7 separate regions of the Mus musculus genome follow, and regions 1, 2, 4, 5, 6 and 7 are each linked to region 3. The links are chromatin contacts, called in public HiCAR-type, HiChIP or PLAC-seq and promoter capture Hi-C maps. All regions are on one chromosome and are shown on one strand. Each heading gives the region's core, a stretch centred on a gene start, on an enhancer-like site or on the middle of the called end of the contact. The rest is flanking DNA. Distances are from core to core; before and after follow the strand shown.

Region 1 (3,752 bases), core at 23-2,522, 940 kb after region 3:
TTTCGAGACAAGGATTCTCTGTGTAGCCTTGGCTCTGAGACCCGCTTGTCTCTGCCTCCTGAGTCCTGAAATTAAACGCCCCTGGCCCCTAAAACACTTCTTAAAGAGCATGAAAACGGTTGGTTAGTTTTGAAAGCCGAATCTGAGGTTTACACTGCGACCCACAGACCTCCAAAGGCAGAAGACAAAGGTGTTTTTTGGTGGTGGTGGCGGCGGTGAGGAAGGAGTCTACAGGCTGGGGGCTCTAGGCTCCTGCAGATGTAGCCCGATGTGCTACCAATATCCGACGCCAGTTTACCTACTCTCCAGTAGGAGGTTCCGCGAACCCCGAGCCTAAGGAACCCCCTGCTACTCCTGTACTAACCACATCGATACCTATAACACGAGACCAGCCAGAGAAAAAATCACTTGGGCTTGAGAACTGAGAAAACCGAGTTTGGGAACTCTGGCATCCTTAAAGACACCTGCAGAATTCCTGTGCACAAAGCCTGCTCAGTAGGTGGCCCCCTCTCCCGACGACTTCTGCTACCCAAGCGCTCGGAGGCCTCCTCTCCTGCAAACAGCTTTCCGTCCTTCCTGGCCAGAGCCTTTAAAAGCTTCCGAGCAGCGAATGAACTGGTCATGAATGTCCGCGTCCCTGAGTGGGAAAGCAAACGTATTTAGTTCTCTGCATTTACTATTCCTAGGGCTCCAGAGAAAGGGCGAATTTGGGTTTCGCTACGTTTGCTGAAACCCCGATCCCGCTGGCTGCGCCACCTTAACGCTCACAAGGTAGTGAGCTGTGAACAACACTCAGATTAAGATCGAAGGCTCAGCAAGAGCTCCATTCTAGACTCGCGGCAGACAGCACTTAACACTTGCATGGGGCAGGGGCGCGGTCTATACAATCAAGGGCAGGGCTTCAGGGCTCTGGCTTCAGCCTCGGGCGGGGCTGGAGGAGGACCGTGCGTGTTGTGGGCGGGGCCTTAGTTGAGCGGGGCGAGGCTACAGAGTTAGGTATCCGCCTCCGGTAGGACTGGATGGTGGAGGGGCGGGGCCTAGGCGAGATGGGGCGTGGCTCCAGAGATCAGGGGTGGGGCTCACTCTGGGATGCAGGAGGACTGCAAATGCGGGGGGCGGAACTGTAGGGCTTGGGATTCGCCTCTTGGGAGGCTGAAGGCGGGGCCTAGGTGGCAGAACTGAGTTCCAGGCTCGGGATCTGCCTAGGTCCAGGTCTTGCTAAGAGGGGCGGAGCTCCAGATATCTGGCGCTCTAGGGCTCGGGCGGGGCGGCAGGGCGGCTGGCTGGTCGGGGCGGGAGCGGGGGCGGGTCCCGGCGCCTCCTGGGGCCCTTAGTAGCCACTGCACCTCAGTTCACCCTGGACTCCCGCGCTGCCAGCATGACCGATACGCTGCTACCCGCGGCTCCCCAGCCGCTGGAGAAAGAGGGTGACGACTACTTTCGAAAGGTGAGTGGCGAGTCAACAGACCCTCTCTCTCTGTCCTGGCAAACTGCGGAGCGTGCTGAAGGGGCTTGAGGCGGGGGTCGGCTTGGACTGGAGGGGGAGGGGAAGGAGAAGGGAGAGACCCGCAGAGTTGGTGCGGGCCGAAGGGCGGAGAAGGGGGGTCGAAAGGGGATTGATTGCGCGGGGCTTGGAGCCCCGAGCAGATGGCAGCCGGGCTGGGGCGTGCAGGTGCACAGGCAAGCCACACGCAGGTGGGAACCTGGGGAGGTGATCCGGATGGCCCTGCCAGGCTTCTCGCGCTGGTGGGGAAAGGACCAGCTCCTGGCCACGCTGGCGAGCTCGGTCGGTCCCTCTGCACTTATACCGCAGCTCAGTTTCCACCCGAGCGCTTAGCCATGGTGCATCTGGAGGGCGAGTTTTGCTCTTTTGCCTCCCAAGTGCTTTCAGCGTTGGCCCCCTTCGACTTCTTGGTAAGGGAGAGTGGATGCTGCAAGGGGACCTCGGGCGTGCCCCTTCGTTTGTCCTCGCCCAAGAGAGCCAGAGAACCGGAGTCTCACTCTTCCAAAGTGGATTTATCTGTATTTGGTTGTCCGAGAGACCGAGAGGGCGAGACTGGACTCTGCGCGCTTGGCACGTCTTGGCGCTCCTGGGCAATTAATGCGACTGCCTTTCGCCCTGGAACTCAGTTCCTCAAAAGCGACCCCATTAGGCGCCCACAGCGGTGCTGGGATTGCCCAACAGCTGCTGGCTTTCAAAGGCACTTTAGAGGTGCGAATCACTGTGACAGACTCCTCACCTTCCTCTTGGGTCCCTAGAGAGTCTAAAAATAGCTTTTGGACTTTGGCCAAGGATCACCTGGTGGGTTGAGAGATTGTCGTGGATATTTTTCTAACTGATACGATCGAAGGCGCAGCGAGCAGTCATGAATAGGGAAGTGAAACTGCTTCCCACAGAGCAATCAATTCTTAATTGTTCGTAAATGGGCTTGGCAGCTTCCTTCTCCCGCGGGACTCTGGCATCTTAAAGAACTTTTGCTCACACGTGAAGTAGTAATAGAAAAGAGGGAAATCTGGAGACAGGTGGGGACAGTGGGCAATTTTTAAAGTTCCTTTTGGCATTTAAAAAAGTTTTAAAGTATATTTAAGTTGAAAGATGTCATCATGGAATTACAGGATTATAACTTCTAATTATGTGTGGCATTTGGGCCAGAGGATCACAGGCCAGAATTGCAGGAGGTTGCTTGGCCTGGGAATCTCAAGATGTCCAACCTAAGGCCCTAGGGCCTGGCTGCCACCCCCACAAAATTGCTTTACAGCCTCCAGCAAGTTGCTGTCTCTTTGTGGGATATCAGTTCTTGCTAGATTGTTTGTCTTCTGAACAGATGGCTTGGTGGACCTGTGGCAGCTTCTTGGTGGGGAGAAGGCAGGAAGTCAGAGAGGATGAAATATACTCTGGAGGGCGTCAAGCTTTTCAGAACAAGTTCTCCTGTGGCACCCATTCAGAGCAGTGAATCTCAGGAGAGGATGTGGGTGGGGAAGGGAAAAGATTGGAGCCTGAATGTTTTTTAAAGATTTAAGTGTATGTGTATGTGCATGCACGCTCACACGCCTTGGAGGCCAGAAGAGAAGACCAAATGTCCTAGAACTGGAATTACAAGTAGTTGCGAACTTCCACTTAATATGAGTGCTAGGAACCAAACTAGGGTCCTCTGCAGGAACAGTAAGCAAGCCTAACTGACCACTGAGCCGTTTCTCCAGTTCTTTGGGTATTTCTCAGGTGCAGTTTCTCTGATGCTGGCTGATGAATTTTACAACTAACATCTGTGCAGAATTGAAACCCTTGTCACTGCAATTGTGTTGTGTCTGAGTTAAATCATGCCAGTCTGCAGAGTGCTGCCTTTTGTATCAGGAAAATAAAAGGGTTGGGGTACGTTTTTCTAATCTGTGCCCTGAGCCAGTTTGATGTAAGTCATATGACAGATGAATGAACTGTGGAGGTTAGACAGGTGAAGGAGATGGAGAAGGGGCCCTGCAGGCAGAGGGAACAGCCTGGGCAAAGGTATAGAGGTACAGGTGCTTGGAACCTTCTGAGAGTAGAGGGATGTTTGGAAACTCAGCAGTTTCCGATTAGATTGCATATCCTAAGGAACTAGGGGATGCTGGAGATTCATGGAAACATTTAAAGCAGATTCAGCCATGTGGGATTAATACCAGAAAAATCATTTTGACTGCAGTGGTGGAGAAAGAGTGAAACTGGGCAGGAAGTTGTATTGCTTTAGACCAGTGCTTCTCAGACTTCTTAATGCTGT
Region 2 (3,622 bases), core at 58-2,557, 910 kb after region 3:
AGGAAAGAAAAGAGGTCCCTGGATAAAGTCAGGGGTCAGAAGGGGGCAACACTATCATTAGACTATTTCTTGCTGATTAGGGGCTTCAAGCTCCTCAGGGCAAGTTTGATCTTCACCATCAGGATATCTAATTTCTTCTCCTTTTTTCTTCTTTGTGTATGACTGCTTAACAAACCAAGACCAACAACAACCAAAAAACTACCTATCAGGGTCCTGGCACTTATAGACCCTCTGAAAAGTCTATAAAATTCCAAACGTCATACAGTTGCAGAAACTATCTGCAGCTGGCAAAATCACACCCTGGCTAGAGCATGAGGCAAATCATAGTCAGCTGCTGTGGACAGTCTGAAGCAGTCCCATATCCCACACCTGAAATTAAAATGAAAACACATTCCCATGATAATATTTCTGGTTTTTTTCCTAAAGGAACTAAAACTCCAAAATTATCACTACTTTGGTATGATTTTGGTTTGGTTTGGTTTTTAGTTTTGAAACAAGGACTTGCTACATAGCCAGGACTGGCCTTAAACCCTTGATCCCACTGCCTCAGCCACCCAGTCCTGGAATTATAGGCCTTAACTCTATTTCTGCTATGTATTTGCTTTTTAGAGCGAGGGTCTGAAAACTCTGCACCATTTATACCAAGTGGACCAAAACTAACGACAGAGCCAAGCGGCTTGACTTGCAGTCTGTGATGGGGGAGGGGCACACAGAGAAGCTGCCAACCCTGCCAGGCCAGGACCCACCTTTCTGACCCTTCTTCATGTGTACTAAGAACTCTTCGTATCGTCTCTGCTTTTCTGGATCTTTGGCAAAAGGCTTGAAGTTGTTGGCTCTGGTGGTGACTGTCCCTCCGCCCAGGGCCAGGTGCCATGAGCTGTGGCCCAGGTCTGGTGTGGACGCCTGCGCTCTGCTGCTTGAAGCACTCTGGGCCAGACTCCTGGCCTTGGCTTGGGCGGCTTTCAGGTCAGTTGCCTGCTTCACTTCTTTAATTCTCTCTTTGTCTTTTTGAGACAGAAACTCCAACACTGAAGTAGCTGACCCTAAATAAAAACAGTAACAAGAGATGAAAAACAGCTTGACCTTTTTTGTACATACAGTCACTACTAAAAATGTGCATAATCACAGGTGTTTCTGTGACTGATTTATCAATATCTCTATGTTCTGTGAGCTGCATATTTACATAACTGGCCACAGGTACAACTCGAGGCAGCGCCAATGCCTGGAGTGTGTAAAGCCCCATGCTCCATGCCCAGGAGGAGGACTCTGAACCACAGGTGGCTATGGTCATGGCTTCCACAGTCCTCCCACTGAGCACTCATACAACATAAGCTCACTGGGCACCAAGGGCATAGCAGGCAGTGGACCAGGGTCAGGGGACAATGCAGGTAAGCTCCTCCCTCTCACTACAGATAGGAAGGAGGCCAAGAGCAATATCAAAGCACTGCTTGGAGAAAACAGCAATGTGCATGCCTGTGATCCTGCTTTATTTTGGAGGCTAGGCAAGATGGATTACCAGGAGTTCAAAGCCAGCCTGAGCTATAGACTAAAGTTTTGCCTCAATAAACAAACTAACAGATAAAATAAAAAGGCTAATAGGATGGCTCCGTGGGTAAAGGCTCCTACCACCAAGGCTGATGATCTGAGTTCAATCTCTAAGACCCACAAAGTGGAAGGAGAGCACCGACTCCTGCAAGTTGTCCTCTGACTTTTATACAGGCGGTGTGGTTCATACACACACACACACACACACACAGCGTAAAAAGGCACTTTTTAAAGAAGTGAGGGTATGTGGTGTGGTGGTGCATGCCTGTAACCCCCAGACTCAAGAGGCTGGTGGAACAAAATAATGAGTCTAGGCTAGTGGGGGTCCACATAGTGAGAACCCCTCTCAAAAAGCAAAAACAAAAGAGGAAGGCCAGGCGTGACAGCACAGGCCTAGCACTCGTGAGGCAGAAGCAAGAGGATTTCTCTGAGTTTAAAGCCAGCCTGGTCTACACAGCCAGCTCCAGGACAACCAAGACTACATAGAGAGACCTTGTCTCAAGGAAGAAAAGAAGAAAAGAAGAAAGGAAGGAAGGAAGGAAGGAAGGAAGGAAGGAAGGAAGAAAGAAAGAAAGAAAGAAAGAAAGAAAGAAAGAAAGAAAGAAAGAAAGAAAGGGTGAGGGAGGGAGAGAGGGAAGAAGAGAGGGAGGGAAGGAGGGAGGGAGAGAGAGGGAGGAAAAGAGTGAAGGAGGGAGGGAGGGAGAGAGAGGGAGGAAGAGAGGGAGGGAAGGAGGGAGGAGCAGGGCTGGAGAGATGGCTCAGTAAATACCACTCTGTAGACAACTGATGTGGACACAACTGCTTATAGCTTCAGCCCCAGGGGATGCAACACCTTTTTCTGCCCCCGCCAGCATGAATGTGCACACACACACTCACATTCACATACACCCTTATACATGTAAATTTTTAAAAAAAAAATGGGACTGGGGTGAGGTGAGACAGGATTTTTCCATGTAGCCCTGGAAGTTCTGGAACTCACTCTGCAGACCAGGCTGGCCTCAAACTCACTGAGATCAGCCTTCCTCTGCCTCTCAAGAGCTGGGATTAAAAACCTGTGCCACCAACACCTGGCTAATAAATTCTAATAAAACTCAAATAAAAAATTTTAAAGAAAACAAATAAGTGTGAGTGGCACAGTCCTGTGATCTGAGCACTTGTGTGGCAGAGGCAGCAGGACTGAGGGTTCAAAACCACTCTGGGCTACACTGAGAATTTAAGGCAATCCTGGGCTTCATGAGACCTTTAAAAGGTGGGTGGGGCAAAAGGAACAACTCCCCAAGTCATAATGAATAAGGTCTGTATACACTTTTATACGCTGTTTACAATCACGACATGCCTGCTAGGGTTCCCCATCAGTGGGAAACCACAGCTCCCCACTTGAGTAAGATTAGGTTAAACATAACAAGTCCAGTCTCTTCCATCACACCTACCTTGAATAGGCATCTCTCCTAGCAACTCCCCCCGCTTGGAGGCATTGAGTTGATGCCTACTGTGTGTCCCCACGTCCTGCCCTGCTTTCCCAGATGACTCTGATAACACCTGAAGTACGTGAGCATTCTCGGCTGTTGCGGCGACCACAGGTCTGAAATAATGCACCGGTCGGTAGTCTCTGGGCAACTGAGGGGGCGGGTAAATCTTAACAAGAAACAGACAAAAGTCAGGAAATCCGGGCTACAAGATCACACAGACTTAAGAAAGAAAACCATGATTTTAGTGTCCTGAGACACGCCCAGCCCCGGCTCACTTTCGAGGTGAACAGCACTGAGATAGCCTGGCCCTGAGGGAAACCAGAACTACTGTCCCAACAGCCTCACATGGCAAACAATACCACTGCTAATATGTATGTTTCCCACGATGAGAGCACTAAATATAAGACCATGTTCTGCCCCTCATGCAGACCCAGCCCACTGAAAGAACAAATAGTTACAGATGTTTGTTCAAGACTTTAAAAAAAAAATAACAAACTTGAAATTAGGTAGTTTTTGTTCTGCCTGAATATATGCCTATATATGCCTACAGGCCAGAAGAGGGCACCAGATCCCATTACAGTTGGGAGCCACCATGGTGGTCGCTGGGA
Region 3 (3,812 bases), core at 56-2,555:
TCTTAACAATTCTACTAGGTGTGGTAGGAAAATAGACCTCCCTGGTATCAGAAACTGTTATAAGACTTCCCCTAGGATCAGAAACTCAAGTTTATTTTCTTTGTGCCTTCCTGTCACTAGCACGCGTGAACGGAAACAAAACCCACAAATTGACTGTATCGACTGTACAGACTATGGGGTTGGGGTAAGTAGGGGGGGATCCCCTTCCACACAACTTCCTCTCCCCAAGTACAGCGGAGTCGGTCAGCGCCCCGATAGTACTCGCTCTGAAGTGTGTACAAGAGTCCCGGATCATCAAAACTTAAACTTTCCTTTCTACCAGGGTTCCAGAAAATTGGCCCATGGGGACAGCAAGCAAGCATTTTAACGCGCACCCTTCGGTTGCATAAGAATTCCGGCATAACAGGTAACAATCACAGAGGAGACAAACGGGATGCGATCGACTGGACGGTACGAAACGGCCTTTCGAGATCACAAGTCTGCGGCGCAAACCCAAAGTTTGGAGCACACTCCTTAGGAGTTCACTCGACAACCGTCGCCACCGACCCAGACGAAGAACGCTGAGAAAATGGGTGCCCGAGGAATCAACACATCCGCATTCATCTCGAGGTAGGCGTCAAGATTCTTCGACTCCTCCGGCTTTGTTCGGCGCTTCCGAAGAAGGAACGACCGAATTTCGGTCTTGGAAGCCGCGAACCTGGGTGTGTTCTCCGGCTGGTTCCCGGGACTTTAGCATCGCCCCGCCCCGGGCGCCGCGCACTCGTTCCCCGGATGGAAGGCGCGGAGCTTCGGGGGAAAGGAAGCAGCCCGGGGAGCCCGGGGAGGCCGCAGCCCGGCCCTTGTCGCTTGGGGGCCGGGAGGGAGCGAGGCCCGTGAGGACCGCAGAGGGAGAAGAGCGCGAGGGCGGCGGGGCGCTCTACCCGCGCCCCCCAAAACCCCGAGGCCCGCCCCGCCGTACCTTTGGCGAGGGCTACCGTGGAGTTCTCGGTGTCGATGGTGTAGAGGATGCCCTCGTAGCGGATCTCCGCCTTGGAGATGAGGCTGATCTTGCTGCCGATGTAAGGGGTGCCCCCGCTCATGGCGCCGCCGCCGTCGCCCGCCGCTCGCACTCAGTCAGATCCCGCGCTGCGCCCGCCGCTCCGCCCGCCCGCCCGCTCGCTCGCTCCCTCCGTCGGCGCCTCACAGCAGCCGCCTCAGAACCAACATGGCGGCCGCGCCGGCTCCGCTTACCCTCCCCCAGCCTCCCGCCCTCAAACCGCGGCGCGGCGGCGGCGGCGGCGGCAGCAGCGGCGGCGGCGCAGGGCATGCCGGGAGGGCGAGGCGGCGTGCTTTCTCGCGAGACTCGCCGAGCTCACGGACGGTCCCGGGCTCTTTCCGCGGCGGCCCAGAGCGCTTGGCTTGCGCTCCCGACGTGGAAGGTTTTCACGGCACCTAGATGTCGCGGGAAGACTAGACGAGGGCCCATCCCGCCTGGTGATGCTGACTGCGGCCTCTGCCATTTCTAGGCGGGCTGCACTTTGGTACGAGCCCAGAGTCTTTGTAAGCGGTCGCCTCCCAGCTCCGGAGCCGCTCTCCGCGGGCCACGGAACTCTCACTGTAAACGCCAGAGCAGCCATCTTCGCCTGAGGAGTCTCACACTCCAAGGGCTGCCGCTCCGGGAGGCTCTGGGACTCTGTCCCCCAAACTGAGTCCAACCCTTTTTATGCGGCTTGATCCGTGTCCTAGCTTTCAAGATGTTCCCGGTCACTAACTATGCAAGAAACACCAGTCCAAGTGTTTCTCTGCCGCTTTGATCACTTAATGTCAGCTCCACTTTCTTAATAACGATCATCTCTCCGATCGGATACCAAATTGGCATCTTAAAACTTTGCATCCAGAGATGTAACTCTTCGGTTTTACTCCAAACTCGTCCCTCTAGCTTGTTCTCGGAGGTAACTATGAACCGGGAACGTTTGCTTAGTAGCTAAGACCCCAGTCCTGGATTGTCTTACACCTCCACACCTGTCCTAACTATAAATCTTGTCTGTTCAGGCTGGACCGTCTCCATCCGTACAGCTCTATATAACGCCTCAGTTACCCTGGCCAGAGTTGTTGGCAGTAGCTCCCGAAGAATTCTATTTCTCTTACCCCTACTAGGTTTTTCTTAACACAGCAGTCAGGGGGAATCATGTTCAAGTAGCAAGAGATTTTGGACTTTTGTTCAACTCAAGATAACATCCGTCTACTCAGTGCGCTCCACAGGTTACATTTTACACAAGGTGAAAACCAGACTTCCTAGTTTGGCTTATGAGGGCATGGATGATTTAATTTGTTGTTACACAGCTCCATACTGTTCCAAGCATCCCTTCTTCTCACAGCTTCCACAGTTCATTATACTCTGCTCAAAGCTGCCCTAAGAGGTGATGTATTTACAAAACTACAGTAGATCTCGCTTTACACCCCTCTTCTTGCCTTGCTCCCTCCCTACCCCCCATCGCATTTGTCTATTTAGTCATAAGTGTTTGTCTCCCTTCTTGGCTAGAATGCAAATATTTTGAGGAAGGGTTTCTGGTTTTAGACACTGTTTGCATCATCCTTGGGGCCAAGTGTAGCAACCGGCCCAGGACAGCTGCTCGGTAGACATTTGCTGCAAGAGTGAACAACTGGGATAAGAGCCGAACACAGGCAGCAAGTAGGATGTCTGGTGCGCTGAGCCAATGCATGGTGATTATCTGCGTGTTCCGGGAAAGCAGGAGAGAAGATTGATGAGCTGAGCTGTGACTGGTGCCCAGTGGCTTCAAGGGGGTCCCTGCTTCAGCATACAGTCATTATTTGGTGTGCAAATCTGCGTTTGGAGTCTTCCCTTTGTAGGTCTCAGACCAATGTTGCCTTCTCTTCCATAGTGAACACATTCTTTCCCTTGTCAGTTTCTATAAACTGATGATACCTAACTCTCAAATTTACATCTCTCACATCTCCTGGCTTCACACATACCAACCACATCACTGCCATCTCTGTTGGGTTTATTCCATGGTGTTAGCTGGTGATGGAACTAGCTGTACTCCATGTCCCAATTACATAGTACATTTAATTGCCAATTTGATAATTTCTCCGTTACTGTATCTATTCTCCTCTCTCCCCATCACCCCCAACAAACTGTCTTTATTCATGGTTCCTAGGGTCTTCTGGGGCCCAAGGTTTGTGTCTGCGATGGTTTGAATGTGTCTCCCAAGAATTCATGTAAAGTTTAATCCTCACTGGGGCAATATTGAAAAGTGGTTGTGGGCCGGGCAGTGGTGGCACATGCCTTTAATTCCAGCACTTGGGAGGCAGAGGCAGGCAGATTTCTGAGTGCGAGGCCAGCCTGGTCTACAAAGTGAGTTCCAGGACAGCCAGGGCTACACAGAGAAACCCTGTCTCAAAAATACAAAAAACAAAAAAACAAACAAACTAATTGATGGGGGAAGACCCAGCCCATTGTGGGTGGAGCCACCTCTGGGCCGGTTGTCCTATGATCTATAAGAAAGCAAGCTAAGCAAACCATGGAGTGCAAAGCTATAAGCAGCACCCCTCCATGGCCTCTGCATCAGCTTATGCCTCCAGGTTCCAGTCCTGGCTTCCCTCAGTGAGGGAGTGTTACCTAAAAGTGTAAGGGAAGAAATTCTGACGCCCCCAAGTTGCTTTTTGGTCGTAGTGTTTTATCATAGCAATAGTAACCCTAACCAGGAAACACGCAAAATCTTTTTTGTTGTTTTGAGACAGAGTCTATATAGCCCTGACTGTCCTGGAATTTGCTGTGTAGCCCAGGCTGGAACTCAAAGGGATCCATGTGT
Region 4 (3,994 bases), core at 203-2,702, 770 kb after region 3:
CTGCACCCAGCTTAAACTCTGTAAAGTCTTTAAGTTCTAAAGGACCCAATCTCGGGTCTTTTTTTGACATAGTGGTACAAACTAGACAGAGTGAAGAATTCCCCGAGTACATCTGCAGTGCCAGGCATCAGAGCATGAGAACCCAGAACGGTGGAGAACATCAATTCTCTCTTTGTGATCCCGGGGCTGCCCAGGAGCTCTGATTTGCTGCAGCTGTCCACTGCCCATCATCACAAATGCCACATGCCTGAGACAAGAGCCACATCGAAAATGTGAAGTTTGACTTCTATTGAATGCATTTCCCTTTCTCAACACCATAAAGAAAAACAACAACAAAAGTGCATCAAGTTGTCAATTTGGGACTGCATATACTTGCTGAGCTCCTGAGGTTAACCGGGGTCCTTCTGGCCCACTTTGCATAGAAACTCCCAGGAGAGGCTTCCAACCCTGCTGGCAATGGGAAAGCTGCACCCTCACCAGTCTGTGATAGCTTTACTCAGGGTTACTGTTGCTGTGCTGAAGCACCATGACCAAAGCAGCTTGGGGAGGAAGGGGTTTATTTGGCCCATACTTCCACACCACTGTTCATCACCAAAGGAAGGCAAGACAAGAATGCAAAAAGGGAAGGGACCTGGAGGCAGGAGCTGATGCAGAAGCCATGGAGGGGTGCTGCTTACTGGCTTACTCAACAATAGGTTGCTCAGCCTGCTTTCTTTCTAGACCCCCAGGACCACCAGCCCAGAGATGGCACCACCTACAATGGGCTGGGCCCTCCCCTATCAGTCACTAATTAAGAATGTGCCCAGCAGGCTTGCCCACAGCTAGGTCTTCTGCAGGCATTTTCTCAATTGAGGTTCCCTCCCCTTTGATGACTCCAGCTTGTGTCTAATTGACATCAAACTAGCCATTCCAGTGATGGAAGCACCCCAGGGCATCCACAGGACCCAGGCTCAAAGCCTGCTGTATGGAGGGGAAAAAGAGCTAGCACCTGGCTCTGTGAAGGTCTTGATATGGGACAGAGGGAAGATGTCCTGCTGGGTTGGGATCCAGCAGAAGGTACATTCAGAGGTTGTCAGTATATAGAAGTCCTCAAAGGTTCCAGATGTCAGCTTTTCCTGAATGGACTGGGAACCCAGAAAGTCCCTGAGAAAAGAAACTCAGGGTGAATCTTTCTGTCTCACCTCTGCATGAGAAAGCAAGGGGCTGGCAGAGAGACAGAGTGGTCTAGTTCACAGGCTGGCTGTCCATGGACCAACGGGCAGCAGAGCTATCACAGGCTGGGAGCCTGGCCGGTCCCCAGCATGCAGCTTGAGTGTGGGCCTTTGGGTCAGCCCCAAGGACTCCAGCTGTGACGGCCTGTGGCATTTCCCAGAGATTCAGTCTAGGGTTCCTGACAGAGGGTGACTAAGGCCCTATTTAGGAGCAGCCGCCCCCACACCCGGAAAGAATGGCAGGCGGACACTTGAATAGCACTGGGGCCACTTCCTAGTTTCATCTTGTCCTTGCTGGGAGCATGACTCCTGCCCAAGTCGGCTGGCTCACCAGCCTCTGAGGGGTCAGAGCTGGAGATGGAGGTTAGAATTTGCAGGGTCCCGGCAGAGCCAATTTAGGCAGGATGTCTAAGACAGACATTGCATGGAAGTCTCCAGAGAGAAGGTATCTGTTATGCTGTCCTTTCTAATGGATCTCTAGGTTATGACTCCAGTGGCTTCTACCTCGGCTACCACTGATGTTTTTCAGGCAGGGAAGCCTAGTGAGCAGTGGCCAGAGCCCCACTCTATAGCCCAAGCTAGCTTCTAATTTGAAAGCTCCCTCCCAGCACTCCCCTAGCCGTGCATCACCACCACACCTGGCTGCGCCTCACCCTTTGCATCCTGCTGCTGCAGAGCTGGCCCGCCCTGAGCAAGGCGTGGGCTGCTCGGAATCCCACTGCCCAGTGCCTCTGACCTCTTGGGAAAGCCCTCAGGCCAATGAAAAGCCAGCTGTTCTCAGGAGCCCACATAAAAACCTCACCTGCTTTCCCTGACCCACCCTTTCCAACTAATTCCCAAATGGCCACCAGTTGGTTTGGTTCACATTTTAGTGGAGCCTGGGGCTCTTTGGATTAGCAGGGTCTAGCTCCAGGGTGGAATGCCAAACATTGAGTCAGAAGCCCCGAAGGCCTTGATCTCTAAGATGGCCCTTTTGCCCCTGTCAGCTCACTGTTCAAAAATCCAAAGTCTGGGGCAGGCCTTCCTGTGGCCTGAGGCAGAAGGTGTTTCTTTGCTCAGACCATAGTTGTCTCCTGTAGGAAAGGCCATTTGTTATAGGCACAGGTATAGGGACCCCGACTCCCATCTGAAGTTCTGTGTGCCAAGCCAAGGGATAGCAGGGAGGGAGTCCTATCAGACAACCAAGAAGAACTAAGTGGGGTTCTATGTATACTCAGACTCCAGGGTATAGGGAGGGACACCTGGCTCTCCCGAGGCACTTGAGGCTGTCCCCTAGCCCAAAGCTTCCAGCTCTCTACCGGGAGCTGCACCCTGACCCCTGCCTGCTGGCTCTGGTCTCGCAAGTTCTCCACCACCCCTTCCATTTCTTCCTCAGTCCTGGCCCTCTGAAGCGCCAGTGTGGCCAAGTGGAAGTTTGAGAAGGTCTGGGAATTAGAAGGGGCCATGTGGCTCCAGGGCTTCTGTCAGTCTGCTCTACTGACTCTGCGGTCTGTGTGCAACAGGATGGGGGCAGGGTGAGCCAGGGCACACTGCGTGTCTGTAGGTGAGGTCAGAGTGACATCTGTCTGTGCATTATTTGATGTCTGTGGGGTGTATGGGGGTGGTGTGTATATGTTCTGTGCATGTATGGTGTGTGTGACACCTGTGGCCTATGTCAGTATGACATATATAAGTTCTGTGCGGGGATACGGTTAAGTGTCTGTGTGACATCCATGGGCTATGTCTGTGTGGTACATATGCTCTGGCGGGTGGGAACACATGTTTGGGTGAGTATTGTAATTATCTGAGCTATGTCTGTGTGGTTGTGTGCTCCATGTGTGCGTAGCATGTATCAGTGTGTGGTGTGACACATGGGTCGTATCTGTGTGGTATGTGTATTTTGTGCATGTGATGTGTTGTATGGCACTTGTGGCATGCGTTACTCTATGCTGTGTGATGTCTCTGGACCGTGACTATATGATGTAGCTGCAGTACACTTGAGGGGTTTTGTGTGCAAGGCATGTCCGTGACCTTGTAGGAGCAGCTGTCTCATCAGAGGCCCCGTGAGTACTGAGCTGTGCTGAGTCTGGGCTGCACAAGGAGCTTCAGGCCTCCGTAACTATGAGAAACAGAGAGAACCTGGGTTCCCTTTCGTGGATGACTAGTCTCCAAGGCCTTGTGAGGGGCCATCTCAGGACCCTGATCCCCACATTCTCCTTCCCTGCAGATGTGTAATAGACTCAGGGCAGAGAAAAGTAGGGATATGATCCCTTTTCTTGTGGCCAGCTGGGAATCTGGGTGCACACAGGGAGGGATGGAGAGGCTGACTGCAGACCCACCATGGCCGAGCCCACACTTCTCAACTTGCCCTGGAGGATGACTTAAACCAGATGTTAACTCAGAGCCCAAGGAGTCCACCCAGGCTCCACGTCCATCCCCAGCCCCTGAGCCACAGGAGTCAACTCCCTTCTCTATCCTGGTTTCCCACGAGGTAGACTGTGTCCCGGATGCCAGAGTGGGTCCAGTGGCATGCTATGCACACGGCACTCTAAGCCAGAGCCCCATGGCAATGTGGCTTAGGTTATTCCTACCTGGCTGACCCCAGTCCTGGCTACAGAAGCAACCCACATTCTTAAAGAAGCCAGAAGACTGCAAGAGGGATGGCCAAAGCCATGGCCAAGGCCAGGGTGTGGGATGCTGGCTTCAGAATTAATAGCCAGACATGGTGGTATATGCCTGTGATCCCAGCTAATCTGGAACTGAGGAAGATTACATACCCAGGGCCTGTTTGGGCAGTTTAGTGA
Region 5 (4,209 bases), core at 436-2,935, 860 kb after region 3:
ACTGTTTAAACAGTTAAAAAAAAAATCAACAGCAGTGCATGAGTGTGTTTGCTGCTCTTGCAGAGGACCTGGGTTTGGTTCTCAGCACCCATGTAAGGCAGCTCACAACTGCCTGTAACTCCAACTCCAGAGGATCTGATAGGCACCTCCATAGGCACCGTGAACACATGTGTACACAGACACACACACAGACACACACACACACACACAGACACACACAGAGTGATACTAGGTATACCACCAAAGAGGGTGTTTTGCTTGTGGAAGCAAGGTTGTGGATCACAAAAGTTCCACTTGCCCCTCCCTCTGTATGCACCAACATGTACTAAAGTTGGAGCAATGAAAAGAAGATTAGCACGGCCCCTGCTAATAAACAAACAAGCAAACAAACACATATAAATAATAGAGCATGCTTTCTGGAGCAGGACAGGTGTTCAGAAAGCCCTTAACAGTTCTTAAGATAGGACATTGATCATGTGTGTAATGGCTGGGGAGCCCTGTGCTCTCACACATATACAAGCCAAACACACTTTTCAGTAGAATCGGGGTGTGTGTGTGTGTGTGTGTATGTGTGTGTGTGTATGTGTGTGTGTGTATGTGTGTGTGTATGTGTGTGTGTATGTGTGTGTGTATGTGTGTGTATGTGTGTGTGTATGTGTGTGTGTGTATGTGTGTGTGTGTGTATGTGTGTGTGTGTGTGTATGTGTGTGTATGTGTGTGTGTATGTGTGTATGTGTGTATGTGTGTGTGTATGTGTGTGTGTGTATGTGTGTGTGTATGTGTGTGTGTATGTGTGTGTGTGTATGTGTGTGTGTGTATGTGTGTGTGTGTGTATGTGTGTGTATGTGTGTGTGTATGTGTGTGTGTGTGTGTATGTGTGTGTGTGTATGTGTGTGTGTGTATGTGTGTGTGTGTGTGTGTGTGTATGTGTGTGTGTGTGGTATGTGCATGCATATGTTTGGAATGTCATATGGAGGAGAAGCAGAAGGGCGTGGCTTTGCTAAAGGAGGAAAGCTGGCTCAGGTGTGCAAGACCTTGGCAGGAAGGGGTGTTTTAAGCATCCTTCGGGAGATCCTGTACGGTATTCAGGATGAAAGCTTCACAGAACTGCAGACACTGGAAAGTATTTCCTTTAAGGGGGTGGGCTCTTGTTATGTGTGTGCACATGGCGGAGCTTATTAAGATACAGCATCTTGCAGCCCCCTTCAAAGATTCAAATTCTGTCGGTCTTGTGTGAGACTAAGAAAACTGCAAAATGGTTTAAAGACCACACTTTGAGAAATACCATTTTAAGACAACCTGAATAAATATTTTACACACACTCAAAAAAAAAAAAAATTCAAAGTTTCTTTTCTGGTTTCTTTTGTGGTCGACCTGGAAGGGGGTGGGTGGCACGAGAAGATGGGAGGGGGCGTCACCTTCCCGCCAGAATCATGGAGAGTCATCTCTTGTCTGCACCCAGGAAAGTCCACACAGATTCTGCCTTCCAGCATCTGTGCGGCAAATAACGGTGAATGTGGCTTCGCAGTGGGACACATTTGTGATCCCAACACTCAGGATGCAACACATAAAAGAAGGGGGAGGGGAAGGGAAGGGGTCCTTGTGCATGCTTGTCACTCACTGTCTCTGGCAATGCAGCAGGAACTCACACAGCCCTCGTGGCCCTTCATCAGAGTCACGCAGGCTCCGCGGTTTCGAAACTCCCCCGTGTGGACATTCCAGATTTTTATGTTTTTATCCCAGGAGCTGGTACATAAGAAGTGGCCAGTGGAGGTGAAACAGCAGTCTGAGATGGCATTGTAATGCGCCCTGAAACACAGGTGGGGTGCATGCTAACATGCCATTCCAGGGAGACCCCAGAACCCTCCTGATAGGACTCTGGATGGAGAGGGGATGCCACTTCCCATGTGGGCGTGGCTATCATTCCTCTCATCACGATGTACCATGGTCCAGCTGGGGCTTTCCAGACTGAGCCTCACTCAGCCTCACTCTCTCCAGGCCGGGCTGGAACAACAGTCAGTCATGTTTAAAAAGGAAGGAAGGAAGGAAGGAAGGAAGGGGATGGGAGGGGAGAGGGGAGGGGAGGGGAGGGGAGGGGAGGAAAAAATTGAAAAGGGAAAAGGAATGCCAACCAAGATTTCTACAGTCAGCTGATATGAAACAGGGCATCATCAGATGACAATTCTTTCTACAAGATCTCACTGCATAGCCCAGGCTGTCCTGGGACTAACTGTGTAGACCAGGCTGGTGCCTCTGACTCCCAGGTACTGAGATTACTGGTGTGTACCACCACACCTGGCCAGATGAAAATTCTTAAGAATTTATTGCTCTCAGGACTGGAGAGACAGCTCAGCGGTTAAGAGCAGGGACTGTTCTTCCAGAGGACCCAGATTCGTTTCCTAGCACCCAAGTGGCAGCTCACACCTGTCTGTCACTCCAGTTCCAGAGCTTCTGACACCTCACACACACATACATGCAAGCAAAACACCCATGTCCATAAAATAAAAATGAATTATATATATACACATACCTATACATACACACCTAGTATATATAATTATATTATATATGTGTGCATATTATTGCTCTCAAAAAGAGTGGTGGGCCAGCAAGATACTGTGGACAGACTAGCATACATGTGCTGCAAACACACAACTCTCTCTCTCTCTCTCTCTCTCTCTCTCTCTCTTCCCCTCCCTCCATCTTTTTAAAAAATATTTATTTATTTATTTATTTTAATGATTATTAGTACACTGTAGCTGTCTTCAGACACACCAGAAGGGGCCATCAGACCCCATTACAGATGGTTGTGAGCCCCCATGTGGTTGCTGGGAATTGAACTCAGGACCTCTGGAAGAGCAGTCAGTGCTCTTAACCGCTGAGCCATCTCTCCAGTCCCCTCCTTTCCTCCCTCTCAAGAATGCAAGATAGATAAATAATGGTAAAAAAAAAAAAAGTTTGTTTTAAAGAACAGCTGAAGAGTCTTTTCTAAGTAGACAGGAAAGATGAACACAGGAAACTTGAAACAGCAGACAGGAAGCCAGACGTGGACCAGAGATACACACACACAAGATTTCCCTGCTCTTCAGTTGATGCGTGGCGGCTGCTCACAACTGTCTGTCACTCCAGTTCTACGGGACACAACAACCTTTGTCGCCCCTACAGGCACTGCACACATAGAGTTCACCAACATGCGTGCAGGCCAAGCATCCACACACATAAAATAATAAGAAATTAAGAAAAAAAATTAAAAGGAGAAAAAGCTAACCATAAACCTAGCACCACCATCTGGCCCACCATTTCCACTCTTGGTCATTTAACCAGAAGAATTTAAAAAATGGAAACTCAGACAGATGCATAAAAATAAAGCAAGTGTCCTTCAACAGACCAATAAATAAAACATGCTATATATGTATATCAATATATGTATATACGTATCCATATGTATCTGTATGTATCTATATGTGTCTATATGTAATGGAGTATTACGCAGTTATGAAAAGAAATGAAGTTCTGTTATATGCTACAACAGGGTTGATTCTTGAAAATCATTTCAAATGGAAAAAGGCAGTCACTTGAGGACAAGTGTGATTTCATTTATAGAAATATCTAAACTAGGCAAATTCACAGAGGCAGAAACTGGAATAAGGGCTCCCAGGGGCTTCCGGGAGCGGGAAGCCGTTGCTTAATGGATATTATTTCCCTTTGGTGTGGTGAAACATTTTGGAAATAGATAGGGAAGGTTGCAAAATACCATGAATGTGATTAATCCAGTGAACTGTGCACTGAAAAGTAATGGTCAAATTTTATGTTGCATGCATTTCATCATAAATAATGAAAATGTCATCTTGCCCAAACTACTTGCTTTGTTTTTACTTTTTATTATTTCGTGCTGCGTGTATTATTTATTTTGCATGTGTGTTTATGTGCGGGAGTGCGTGTGTAATACAATGAATGTGGCCGATCAGAGTTCAACTTGGAGGAGTTGGTCGTCTCCTTTTACCATGTGGGGCCTGGGGATTAAATGCAAGGGGACGGAAACTGAATGTCTATGAACCCAGAGATACTTCTACTGCGCCTTATCTTCTCTTGTACCTTTAAAACTTGACGCTGTGCCTTGTTTCACATTCTCATAAATCTATATGTTAAAAAATATAGAAAAATAAAGCCATCTGGTCTCACCAAAAATCCCTATGAATGTAACCACTT
Region 6 (4,043 bases), core at 151-2,650, 970 kb after region 3:
TGCTGGGAACGGAACTTAGGTCCTCTGCAAGAGTAGCCAGTGCTCTTGCTAAGCATCTGTCTCTCCAGCCCTCAGTTGTAGCCATGTTGTTTACAGGTCCAGTTACTGTCTTTGCATTTACTTCTGGGCATGACTCCTTTCTCCACTGCCCAGACTTGTGCCTGGTAGGGCCAGTGCTTGGTGAGTGGGTGTTGATAGATAAGAGAGGGGACAGCAGAAAAGAAAGAACGGGACACTCCTATTACTAGTATTGTCGTTCTTTCTAATGAGAGGAGTCATAAACAGGACACGGTGCCACATACCTGTGGTTTCAGCTACTTGAGGGGCTGAGGCAGGAGGATTGTTTGAACCCCAGGGTTTGAGACATCTGGGCAAAGTAGCAACCCCACCCCCACCCACCCCCCATCTAGGAAAGCGTGAGAGTTAATGAGAGAGGCAGGTGGGCATGTTGTGCCCAGTACTCAATGCTGTGCCGTGGAGATAAAATAGTTACTTCCCAAGTAGAACTCAGGAAAGCTGTACCTGCGTCTAGACAGCCGTAAATCCTCCCCACACCCTTACGTGCAGTGCGCCAGCTTGCAGAGGGTGCAGACTCTTCCCTCGGAGGACAGCCTTTGGCTATCAGCTCTCTCACCTTCCATCTTGGGGAGGCAGGGTCTCGTTTCTGGCGCTTGGAGCACGCGGCATCAGAATATCGAGGGTAAAACTGCCATCTCCCCTCTCCCACCCCCTTAAGAGGCCTACAGGATAGGTTCTTTGGTTTTGTGAGGCAGGATCTCATATAGCTCAGGCTGGCTTAAAACTTGCTGTGTAGTTGAGGATGACCTTAAACTCCAGATTCTCCTGCTTTTGCCTCTTCGTGCACGTATATATACACGTGAGCATGCGTGCATCTGCATGCAGAGTGTAACTTTGTGCAGTCAGTTCCCTCTTACCATGTAAAATCCTGGGGATCGAACTCGAGTTGTCAGGCGCGGCAGCAAGCACCTTCGTCTGCTGAGCCACCTGGCCAGCCTGCTTTAGAGTTGGTTTTTTGTTTGTTTGTTTTATTTTATTTTATTTTATTTTATTTTGTTTTAATAGCAGACACTAGAGCTGCTCTGCCTGCCTTGCTCTGTTAACAACACCAGCCGACAACAACCTCGACAACAACCTCTCTGCGGCCCAGGCCAGACTCAATCACACTTACTGTCAGGTTAGCAGTTGTTTAGCTGATAGGTGAGATAGGGTGGGACAGGGTTGTAAATGATTCTCCTGGAACTGATACACTTAAAGTGTCCCTTGTAGAGACTGTTAGAGGGAAACTGGAAGGTATTTATTAATCTGACTCAGTGCACCTACGTTTAGAGACTGTTGGTAGACTGTTGTTAGAGGAAACTCGGAGGTATTTATTAATCTGACTCACCTGACACCAAAGCTTCCTGAAATCAGGGAGGGCATCAGGCCAAGCCTCACTCTGGCCCCACAGTGTCCCTGGCTGCTGCTACTAGCAGCAGGTAATTACTGTCATACACTGGACATGGCTGTCCTGTCCTTAGATTGCCTGATGTCCTACTAAGATTCTATGATGAGGATAGAACAATTATATTATAGGCAAGAGGGCATTTGGGAAAACATCCCCAAGAATGCAGACTTGGAAATGAGGGTCCCCACCATTAACTGCAGGGCCACCATGACTGGGCAGTAGCTGTGAGTGCCACAGTTTCAGGTCCCTTGAAGGTCCTCTCCTTCCCTGTTCCACCTCGGCCAAGAGTCAGTGAGCTTCCTAGAGCTTGCTGGGAGCTGGCTGGTGCTTTGAAGTGCTTCAGGCTGGCTGCTGGCTGCAATCTGCCCTCCAGGCTCCTTTCCCTCCCTTGAGAACAACAGAGGCAGAAACCAGATGGTATTTCTGAGGCAGAGAGATTGAAGCGAGTTACCAGGTTGTTCAATTTTAACTAACTAGTTCTTTAGTCAAAGAACAGGCTGTTTAACTATTCTGGTTAAAGCTTCAGATTGCCTTCTTACACTGCTCCTTAGACTAGATCGGGAAAGCCTCTCTCTGAGGCTTGCAAGTGTCTGTATACCTGCTGGTGAGTGAGTTCGTCAGGGCCAGGCTCCGTGCAGGGAGCTGTGAGGAATGGTGGGGATGGAGGAGTGTGCAGTGTAAGGCCCAGGCTGACCTGCAGCATATAGCCCAGGCTGGCCTTAAACTGGGGAGATCTTCCTGTCTTAGCCTTCTTAGTGCTGTTCTTTTTTTTTTTTTTTTTTTTTTTTTTTTCTCGAGACAGGGTTTCTCTGTGTAGCCCTGGCTGTCCTGGAACTCACTCTGTAGACCAGGCTGGCCCTGAACTCAGAAATCCGCCTGCCTCTGCCTCCCAAGTGCTGGGATTAAAGGCGTGCATCAAGACGCCCGGCCTTAGTGTTGCTCTTACAGACATGCATCACAACACGCACAGGCATTCTCTTTCCCTCCCTTCCCCTCCCTTTCCTCCCTTCATACCTTCCCCCTCTCTTCTCTTCTCTTCTCTTCTCTTCTCTTCTCTTCTCTTCTCTTCTCTTCTCTTCTCTTCTCTTCTCTTCTCTCTTTCTTCCTTTCAGCAGCCAGGCATCTCTATCGTCTGCCCCAGGGACCCAGCAACAACAGGATAGTTATTACCAGCTGCCAAGATGCCCACATATCCCCAGGAGCCACATATCCTCCCCATGCACAGGCACTACACCCCGTTCTAAAAGGCCAAGCTCTCCTTTCTTGTTCTCCTTTTCCCTCCACCCCCCGCCCAGAGGCAGCCTCTATAAACCCCTCCCCAGTAAACAGCCCCCATGAGATCTGTCACATGGTGAGACTTCATTGCCATCCATCACTTAGATCATCTTTTTCTCTCTCTCTCTCTCTCTCTCTCTCTCTCTCTCTCTCTCTCTCTCTTTCCCTCTTCCTTTCTTTCAAGACAGGGTCTCACTATGTAGCCTTGGCTGGCCCAGAAATCACTCTGTAGCCCAGCCTTGAAGTAGTGAGGATCCTCCTGCCTCTGCCTCCCCAGCGCTGGGATTGCAAATGTTGCTACCACACCCAGGTCTCACGTATGGGCAAGCACTCTGCCAACTGAGACACATTCCCTGTGTTTTGTTTTTGTTTTGTCTCGTGTTGTTGAGAAAGGAGTCTCACTTTGTGTCCCCGGCTGACCTGGGACTCAAGCTTCTCCTGTGTCCACCTCTCCAGATTCCAGATTTTAGGCCTGTGCCACCATGCTGAAGTTTTAAAAAAATCTTAGAATGGCTGAACTTTTAAAATTAGGCTACCAGTTTAGGGTTGAAAGAGCCATACACTGACAGGCAAGTGCAGGAGTGGCTCTGTGATGGCCAGGCTGAGTCTCAGGCCGGGGTGGCCTTGGCTGTGTGAGGTTAGTGATTGTGCTCACATGGCCAGTAACCAGCGGCTCGAGCGTGGCTGTGCAGTGGGATGCCTGAGTCCCCTTTGGCCTTCAGACTGATGCCTGATCTGCTGTCTGCCTTCATTGAACACCGGGGACAGATCTGATGCCTTAGTCACAATCTGTACAGGGCACAGGTGGCCATCCCCCCAACCCCGCCCTTTCCCACTTGAATCCCTGGCAGAGTGGGCTGCGGGAATATTTCTGGCAGAGCAAACTGGCCGAGTAAAGACAGCCTGCCAGAGGCTGTTAGAATGTCCCACACGGTCTCTATAGCACGGGGGAGACCCGGAGTCAGCGTGGAACCTGCTCTCACACGGACAGTTTTACTAAAAGGTTTGGAAGACAGTGAAATTATTCTAAACTAAAAATGAAGAACTGATGTGGCTCAGTCACAGAGGCCTTGTGTTCCATCCCTGCACCACGCAAAAACAAACAGGGACACGTGGATCAGAATGTGAAATTACCGTTTGTTTTTACAGTGGACTTTTCATGACAGATATGGGGGCGGGGGGGGGGTAGGGGGAGACTTCAAAGAGACTGGATTTAATAGGTAGTGGTGGTGAATGTCCTTAATCCCAGCACTTGGGAGGCAGAGCCAAGAGGATTGAGACCAGCCTGGTCTACAGAGAGCGA
Region 7 (4,019 bases), core at 375-2,874, 830 kb after region 3:
AGCCAAATGAAAAGAATTCTAACAGCCTGGGGACCAGGGTGCCCCCCCTCCATGATTGAGGCACTCATCTCAGGAGCAGTGATTCTACATTTGATGAAGAAATAGGGGTATTCACCCCATCTGCACCCCCAGGGCATTCTGGTTCTGTTAGACCCAGACACGGGCATCTCCTGAGCAAGGAAGCCCTCACCTTTGCCCTGCCCACCTGGGAAACACAATAGCCAGGACCCAGACACAGTGACCACTAGCAGCAGGTGAAGCAGGAACTCAGGGCATATAAGCCACTGCTTAGATTAGCTCACATAGCCTGTGCAGTAGTCCTCTCCTGGACACTCACCCTTCTCTATTCCTGGAGGCCAGATGAGAGTTACAGTTTAAAAAGAAAGAGCTGCCCCACACCCCTCACAACTTTGTCACTTCAGTGGTTTTAGGGAGCCTGTCACATTCCTAGGCCCTCAACAGTGATATCACTGGGTGTCCCCTAATGACCCAGCTCTTCTAAGGGCCTCCCTCCTTCATCAAGGTAAATAAAGAACCATGTGGGTTGGGGATTTAACTCCTTCCTTCCCCTCTCCTGCAATGGGCTCTGGGAAAGTGGACAGAAATTTTTCCTGGTCAGGGAAGGAGCCTTCTAACCTAGGTTCCAGTCCTGGCGGGTTCTTGGCCCTCCCCGGAACAGACTCAGACCCCCCCCCCCAACCCCCATCAGGGATGAACCGACCTATGACCATCTGGGTCTGGGAAGACACAATGGGAAAATGAGTTCTCACATCTGCCTCCCTCCCCCCCGCCACAAGCCCCCATGCTGAGTCCCCATCTTTTGGCTAGCTCCCAGGCCTGTCCAGGACTCCAGGCAGGAAAGGGTTCCTTCTTTAGGGAGCAGTAGTCCAGGCCTTTGTCCACAGCTCTGGAAGCCAGAGCACCACTCAGGCAGGCCGGGCTGGAAAGCATCAGGAAGACCCCAGCCTCTCCCAGGAACCCAAGGCCAGCGTTCTCGTCCCCCAGCTCCGGGCCTGGGGTTCTGCTGTGGTGGGAGGCTCCCTCCTCGGCAGCCCAAGGGTGCCTGGGCGCGGAAGCCATCGCAGTGCAGGCTCCAAGCCCTCCCATCCCGCCCGGCCCCTCGCGGCCCACTCACCCAGGCAGACGACTGCGAGCGGCGCCCTGGCGCCCGGCGCCCCCTCCGGCCCCGCGGCCGCGCGCTTCTCCATGCCGGGGCGGGCCGCGCGCGGACGCCTGCTGCCCTGCGGCCGGGGCTCCGCCTGGGGCTAGGGCTGGCGCGGCGGCTGCGGCCCGGGTGCGGGCGGCGGCTGCGGCGGCGTCTTTGTGCGGCGGCGGTGCAGGCCCGCAACGCGCGGGGCCACATCGGCCGCGGCGTCACGGGCCCCGCGGGGGCTCAGCGGCGGTCGCCAGGGAAGACCCTCGCCCGCCGCTGTCCCGGAGCCCCGGCCGGCGCGCCCAGCCCGGCCTGCGCACCGAGACCTCCGGCGCGCCCATGCCCCGGCGCGCCCTGCCCGTCGGTCCCCGGGCCGCCCGCGCTGCGCCGCACGGTGCCTACGAGGGTGCGTCGCTCGGTCCGTCCGTCCTCCCGGCCGGCCCCTCGCCTAAGCCCGGAGCCGGGAGGCCGCGCCGCGCTAGCCACGTGACGCGCCCGCCGAGCCGCAGTGGCGCTGACAGGGCGGGCGGAGGAGGCTGGGGCGGGCCGGGGGGCGCACGCCCCGCCTCGGGGTGCTGGACAGCTCCACGCACGCGGCTCCGACCGGAACCCGCTAGCTCTGAACCTTGGCTCAGCGATTAGGGCTGGCATTGCGCCTATGGTCCGGGGAAGCGCTCGCCTTCGCCCTTTGATCCCAAGATCTGGTCTCTTTCCCGAAGCCAGGCGACTGTGCTGGGGAAGAGAGGGAGACTGAGGTGGGATGGCGTGGAAAGGGCTGATGGGGGCCAAGACAATGAGTCGAGGCCCAAGGTTGGGACCTGACTTCTTCCTAATGCAATGCGTTCCTGGCTGATTTGCTTTGGGAATTCTCTCCTCCTGCTGGCCCTCTGTCCTTCTCATTTACCTCATCCTGTCTCTAAAGTGGCTCCCTTGTAAAAAGTGAGGCCTGTGTGGAGACATTGATGAGAACCCTGAGAGGACTTTGGACACCCAGTTGTGCCCCTGACCAGCTCAGTTACCCCCTCATCCTCTAGGGAACCGCGATGATGTATGCTTTTTAAGCGTGTGGTTGTAGTCTGGAGACAACCTGTCAACCAAGGGTTTGAATCCAGGAGAGGCAAAAACCAGAATGAACTTGGAAGAGGAATTGAGGAGTTGGGGTCAATTGAGGTCAGCTGTTCTTTAAAACTGATGCTAAATCAGAGGTCCCCAAATACCCCCGAGCAAGGAGGCTCCGCAAGCTGGGGTGAGCCTCACCTTCCACACACACACCCATGGTCTTTAGCTTTTGTGCGTGCCCTCACAAGCACTGCCACTCATTAAGATTATGAAGGCTGAGGGAAACAACGGTCCATTAGTGAAAGCTGTGGACACAGGAATTCGTTAACTTCATTTTCACTGTACAGGAACCAAAAGTGTTTCTTTGGGGGAACTCTGAGTCTTTCTGTGCTTTCTTGTTCTCCTTCTAAGCCTTTTGTGATTATGCCAGAGTAGATTTTCCCAGTAAGTATTAAAGGGTTTTTAAAATCGGGTAATGAGGGGGCGGCGGTTGGACAGGTAGCTTAGTGGTTAAAAGTTCTTGCTGATCTTCCAGGGGACCTGAGTTCGGTTCCTGCACCCACGTTGGTTTACACTTCCGATTCCAGGGTGTCTGACAGCCTTTTCGGGCCTCCTCGGGCACCAGGCACATGTATAGCTCACATAGACACATGCAAGCAAAATACTTGGTGGCACATGCAAGCATCACACATAACATTGCAATTGCAAATAGCCCATAATCCAGAAGAGGAATTTTTGAGTTTATGACCAGACCTGTACCACCATGACCCCAGAAAGAAAGGAAGAAAGAAACAAGCAGAATGGCATGGATTCTCTCTCTCTCTCTCTCTCTCTCTCTCTCTCTCTCTCTCTCTTTCTGTGTGTGTGTGTGTGTGCCAGCTACATATACATACACACACATATACACATGTGTGTATATGTATACATCTATATCCATATATAACACATGTATACACACATATATACATATACATACATATTATCTAAGCCAAGAATTCCATTTCTGGGTACATATTTGGAGTTTAAAGCAGGGGTTCCTATACACCATTCACCATTATTGATAAAACATTGAAGCAATCAAAGCATCCTTTGGCAGATTAATGAGCAGCTGTGATGTGGCACACTGGCCTGGGCAATGGAATATACTCAGTCTAGGAAGATGGACATTCTGATGTATGATGACACGTGGATGAATCCTGAGAGCATTACCCAGGTAAAACAAGCCAATCACAGAAGACAGGTGTCATATGATTCCATTCAAATGAGGTGCCTAGAATAGTCAGCATCACACAGACTAACCTGCCTGCCCCTAGCAGGTGTGGCTGCTGTGTCCCCATGTGCATCAGTAGGCGTCAGAGAGGAGAGAGGCTATGTCTACACTTACTGTTCTGACCTGTGGACATCTGAATGATCTGTAACACTCCCTGAAGAAAAAAAAAAAAAAAACCAAGTCTGAGATGATACCAGTCTGGCACCAGGCAGGCCCAGATGGGCTCCCAGGACTGGGAGCAAGCTTGAAACTAGAAGACCCACACTTAGGACAACAAGGCCCAGGCAGGGGCGAGCCCCAGACAGACAACCCTCACAAGGGACTACTTGGGCAGGCCAGGGGAAGAGCCTGAGATGACCACCAGTCTGGTACAGCACAGCCTGGCCTGAGATGACCCCTGCCCTGCGTGGAATGCATGAGCAAGTCACAGCACTCCTGAGATCACTCCTGAGATGACCCCAGACACTCAGAGGCCCTGAGTGCTGCTGAGAGGAGCAAGTGATGCAGAAACGGAAGCTAAGAGAAACAGGGGGATGT

What was found. Promoter capture Hi-C pulls out the DNA fragments that hold promoters and counts their contacts. HiCAR-type assays count read pairs that join an accessible place to other places. HiChIP or PLAC-seq counts read pairs in DNA pulled down with a chosen protein or histone mark. Capture Hi-C pulls out chosen DNA fragments and counts their contacts.
Region 1: a contact with region 3 is called in a promoter capture Hi-C map of adipose tissue, with 6 times the contacts expected there. The contact joins the promoter of Rhpn2 here to the promoter of Lsm14a in region 3. A contact is called at or near these places in 10 of 39 promoter capture datasets (the 3T3-L1 cell line, the C10 cell line, the HPC-7 cell line and 4 more), 4 of 484 Hi-C or Micro-C datasets (CD4 T cells, CD8 T cells, Sertoli cells and 1 more), 8 of 115 datasets of contacts at active chromatin or transcription factors (astrocytes, bone marrow-derived dendritic cells, bone marrow-derived macrophages and 5 more) and 2 of 9 other capture datasets (adipose tissue and liver).
Region 2: a promoter capture Hi-C map of liver shows a contact between it and region 3, with 2.9 times the contacts expected there. The contact joins the enhancer-like site here to the promoter of Lsm14a in region 3. A contact is called at or near these places in 9 of 39 promoter capture datasets (the 3T3-L1 cell line, the HPC-7 cell line, cranial neural crest and 3 more), 6 of 115 datasets of contacts at active chromatin or transcription factors (astrocytes, bone marrow-derived macrophages, embryonic forebrain and 3 more) and 1 of 9 other capture datasets (adipose tissue).
Region 4: an HNF4G HiChIP or PLAC-seq map of pancreatic cancer cells shows a contact between it and region 3. The contact joins the enhancer-like site here to the promoter of Lsm14a in region 3. A contact is called at or near these places in 11 of 39 promoter capture datasets (3T3-L1-derived adipocytes, the HPC-7 cell line, HPC-7-derived erythroid cells and 7 more), 1 of 15 datasets of contacts at CTCF or cohesin (large pre-B cells), 3 of 484 Hi-C or Micro-C datasets (LSK cells, cerebral cortex and regulatory T cells), 16 of 115 datasets of contacts at active chromatin or transcription factors (bone marrow-derived dendritic cells, bone marrow-derived macrophages, cardiomyocytes and 12 more) and 1 of 9 other capture datasets (adipose tissue).
Region 5: a contact with region 3 is called in a HiCAR-type map of fibro-adipogenic progenitors, with 6 times the contacts expected there. The contact joins the enhancer-like site here to the promoter of Lsm14a in region 3. A contact is called at or near these places in 12 of 39 promoter capture datasets (the 3T3-L1 cell line, the C10 cell line, the HPC-7 cell line and 7 more), 1 of 15 datasets of contacts at CTCF or cohesin (large pre-B cells), 3 of 484 Hi-C or Micro-C datasets (the G1E-ER4 cell line, cardiomyocytes and memory CD8 T cells), 17 of 115 datasets of contacts at active chromatin or transcription factors (the SCID.adh cell line, astrocytes, bone marrow-derived dendritic cells and 13 more) and 1 of 9 other capture datasets (liver).
Region 6: a contact with region 3 is called in a promoter capture Hi-C map of liver, with 2.9 times the contacts expected there. The contact joins the enhancer-like site here to the promoter of Lsm14a in region 3. A contact is called at or near these places in 3 of 39 promoter capture datasets (hippocampal neurons and liver), 4 of 115 datasets of contacts at active chromatin or transcription factors (astrocytes, bone marrow-derived macrophages, large pre-B cells and 1 more) and 1 of 9 other capture datasets (liver).
Region 7: a contact with region 3 is called in a promoter capture Hi-C map of second pharyngeal arch cranial neural crest. The contact joins the promoter of Lrp3 here to the promoter of Lsm14a in region 3. A contact is called at or near these places in 7 of 39 promoter capture datasets (cranial neural crest, embryonic stem cells, frontonasal cranial neural crest and 3 more), 1 of 484 Hi-C or Micro-C datasets (the G1E-ER4 cell line), 12 of 115 datasets of contacts at active chromatin or transcription factors (the NIH/3T3 cell line, astrocytes, bone marrow-derived macrophages and 9 more) and 2 of 9 other capture datasets (adipose tissue and liver).

The regions. Positions count from the first base shown.
Region 1 is chr7:35,332,965-35,336,716 of GRCm38.p6, forward strand. It overlaps Rhpn2 (rhophilin, Rho GTPase binding protein 2), which reads left to right and starts at 1,273. Exons shown (of 15, transcript NM_027897.4): 1 at 1,273-1,447. The coding sequence starts at 1,379.
Region 2 is chr7:35,294,509-35,298,130 of GRCm38.p6, forward strand. It overlaps Gpatch1 (G patch domain containing 1), which reads right to left. Exons shown (of 20, transcript NM_026181.1): 10 at 2,976-3,180; 11 at 747-1,043. Among named protein-coding and RNA genes, the nearest start is that of Wdr88, 21 kb to the left of the region's middle. Within about 2 kb of position 1,308, at least 4 of the 459 cell types and tissues checked have an H3K27ac peak or open chromatin away from gene starts, as enhancers often do. A contact at or near this core is called in liver, where this site is marked.
Region 3 is chr7:34,388,400-34,392,211 of GRCm38.p6, forward strand. Lsm14a (LSM14A mRNA processing body assembly factor) reads right to left here and starts at 1,306. Exons shown (of 11, transcript NM_025948.3): 1 at 959-1,306. The coding sequence starts at 1,079. It overlaps Gm12764 (predicted gene 12764), which reads left to right and starts at 214. Exons shown (of 2, transcript NR_169160.1): 1 at 214-609.
Region 4 is chr7:35,162,414-35,166,407 of GRCm38.p6, forward strand. Gm38988 (a long non-coding RNA gene) reads right to left here. Exons shown (of 4, transcript XR_003946743.1): 4 at 924-1,143. Among named protein-coding and RNA genes, the nearest start is that of Gm35889, 6.1 kb to the left of the region's middle. Within about 2 kb of position 1,453, at least 25 of the 459 cell types and tissues checked have an H3K27ac peak or open chromatin away from gene starts, as enhancers often do. A contact at or near this core is called in bone marrow-derived macrophages and pancreatic cancer cells, where this site is marked.
Region 5 is chr7:35,250,551-35,254,759 of GRCm38.p6, forward strand. Wdr88 (WD repeat domain 88) reads right to left here. Exons shown (of 11, transcript NM_001370886.1): 7 at 1,622-1,809. It also overlaps a transcript of Gpatch1 not described here. Among named protein-coding and RNA genes, the nearest start is that of n-TTagt9, 18 kb to the left of the region's middle. Within about 2 kb of position 1,686, at least 41 of the 459 cell types and tissues checked have an H3K27ac peak or open chromatin away from gene starts, as enhancers often do. A contact at or near this core is called in craniofacial prominence, fibro-adipogenic progenitors and memory CD8 T cells, where this site is marked.
Region 6 is chr7:35,354,246-35,358,288 of GRCm38.p6, forward strand. The region is part of intron 2 of Rhpn2 (rhophilin, Rho GTPase binding protein 2); the gene reads left to right. It overlaps Gm51476 (a long non-coding RNA gene), which reads right to left. Exons shown (of 4, transcript XR_003946747.1): 4 at 2,960-4,043. Among named protein-coding and RNA genes, the nearest start is that of Gm51476, 6.9 kb to the right of the region's middle. Within about 2 kb of position 1,401, at least 34 of the 459 cell types and tissues checked have an H3K27ac peak or open chromatin away from gene starts, as enhancers often do. A contact at or near this core is called in liver, where this site is marked.
Region 7 is chr7:35,213,721-35,217,739 of GRCm38.p6, forward strand. It overlaps Lrp3 (low density lipoprotein receptor-related protein 3), which reads right to left and starts at 1,625. Exons shown (of 8, transcript NM_001024707.2): 1 at 1,136-1,625. The coding sequence starts at 1,208. Gm24505 (a small nucleolar RNA gene) reads left to right here and starts at 3,515; the gene lies at 3,515-3,640.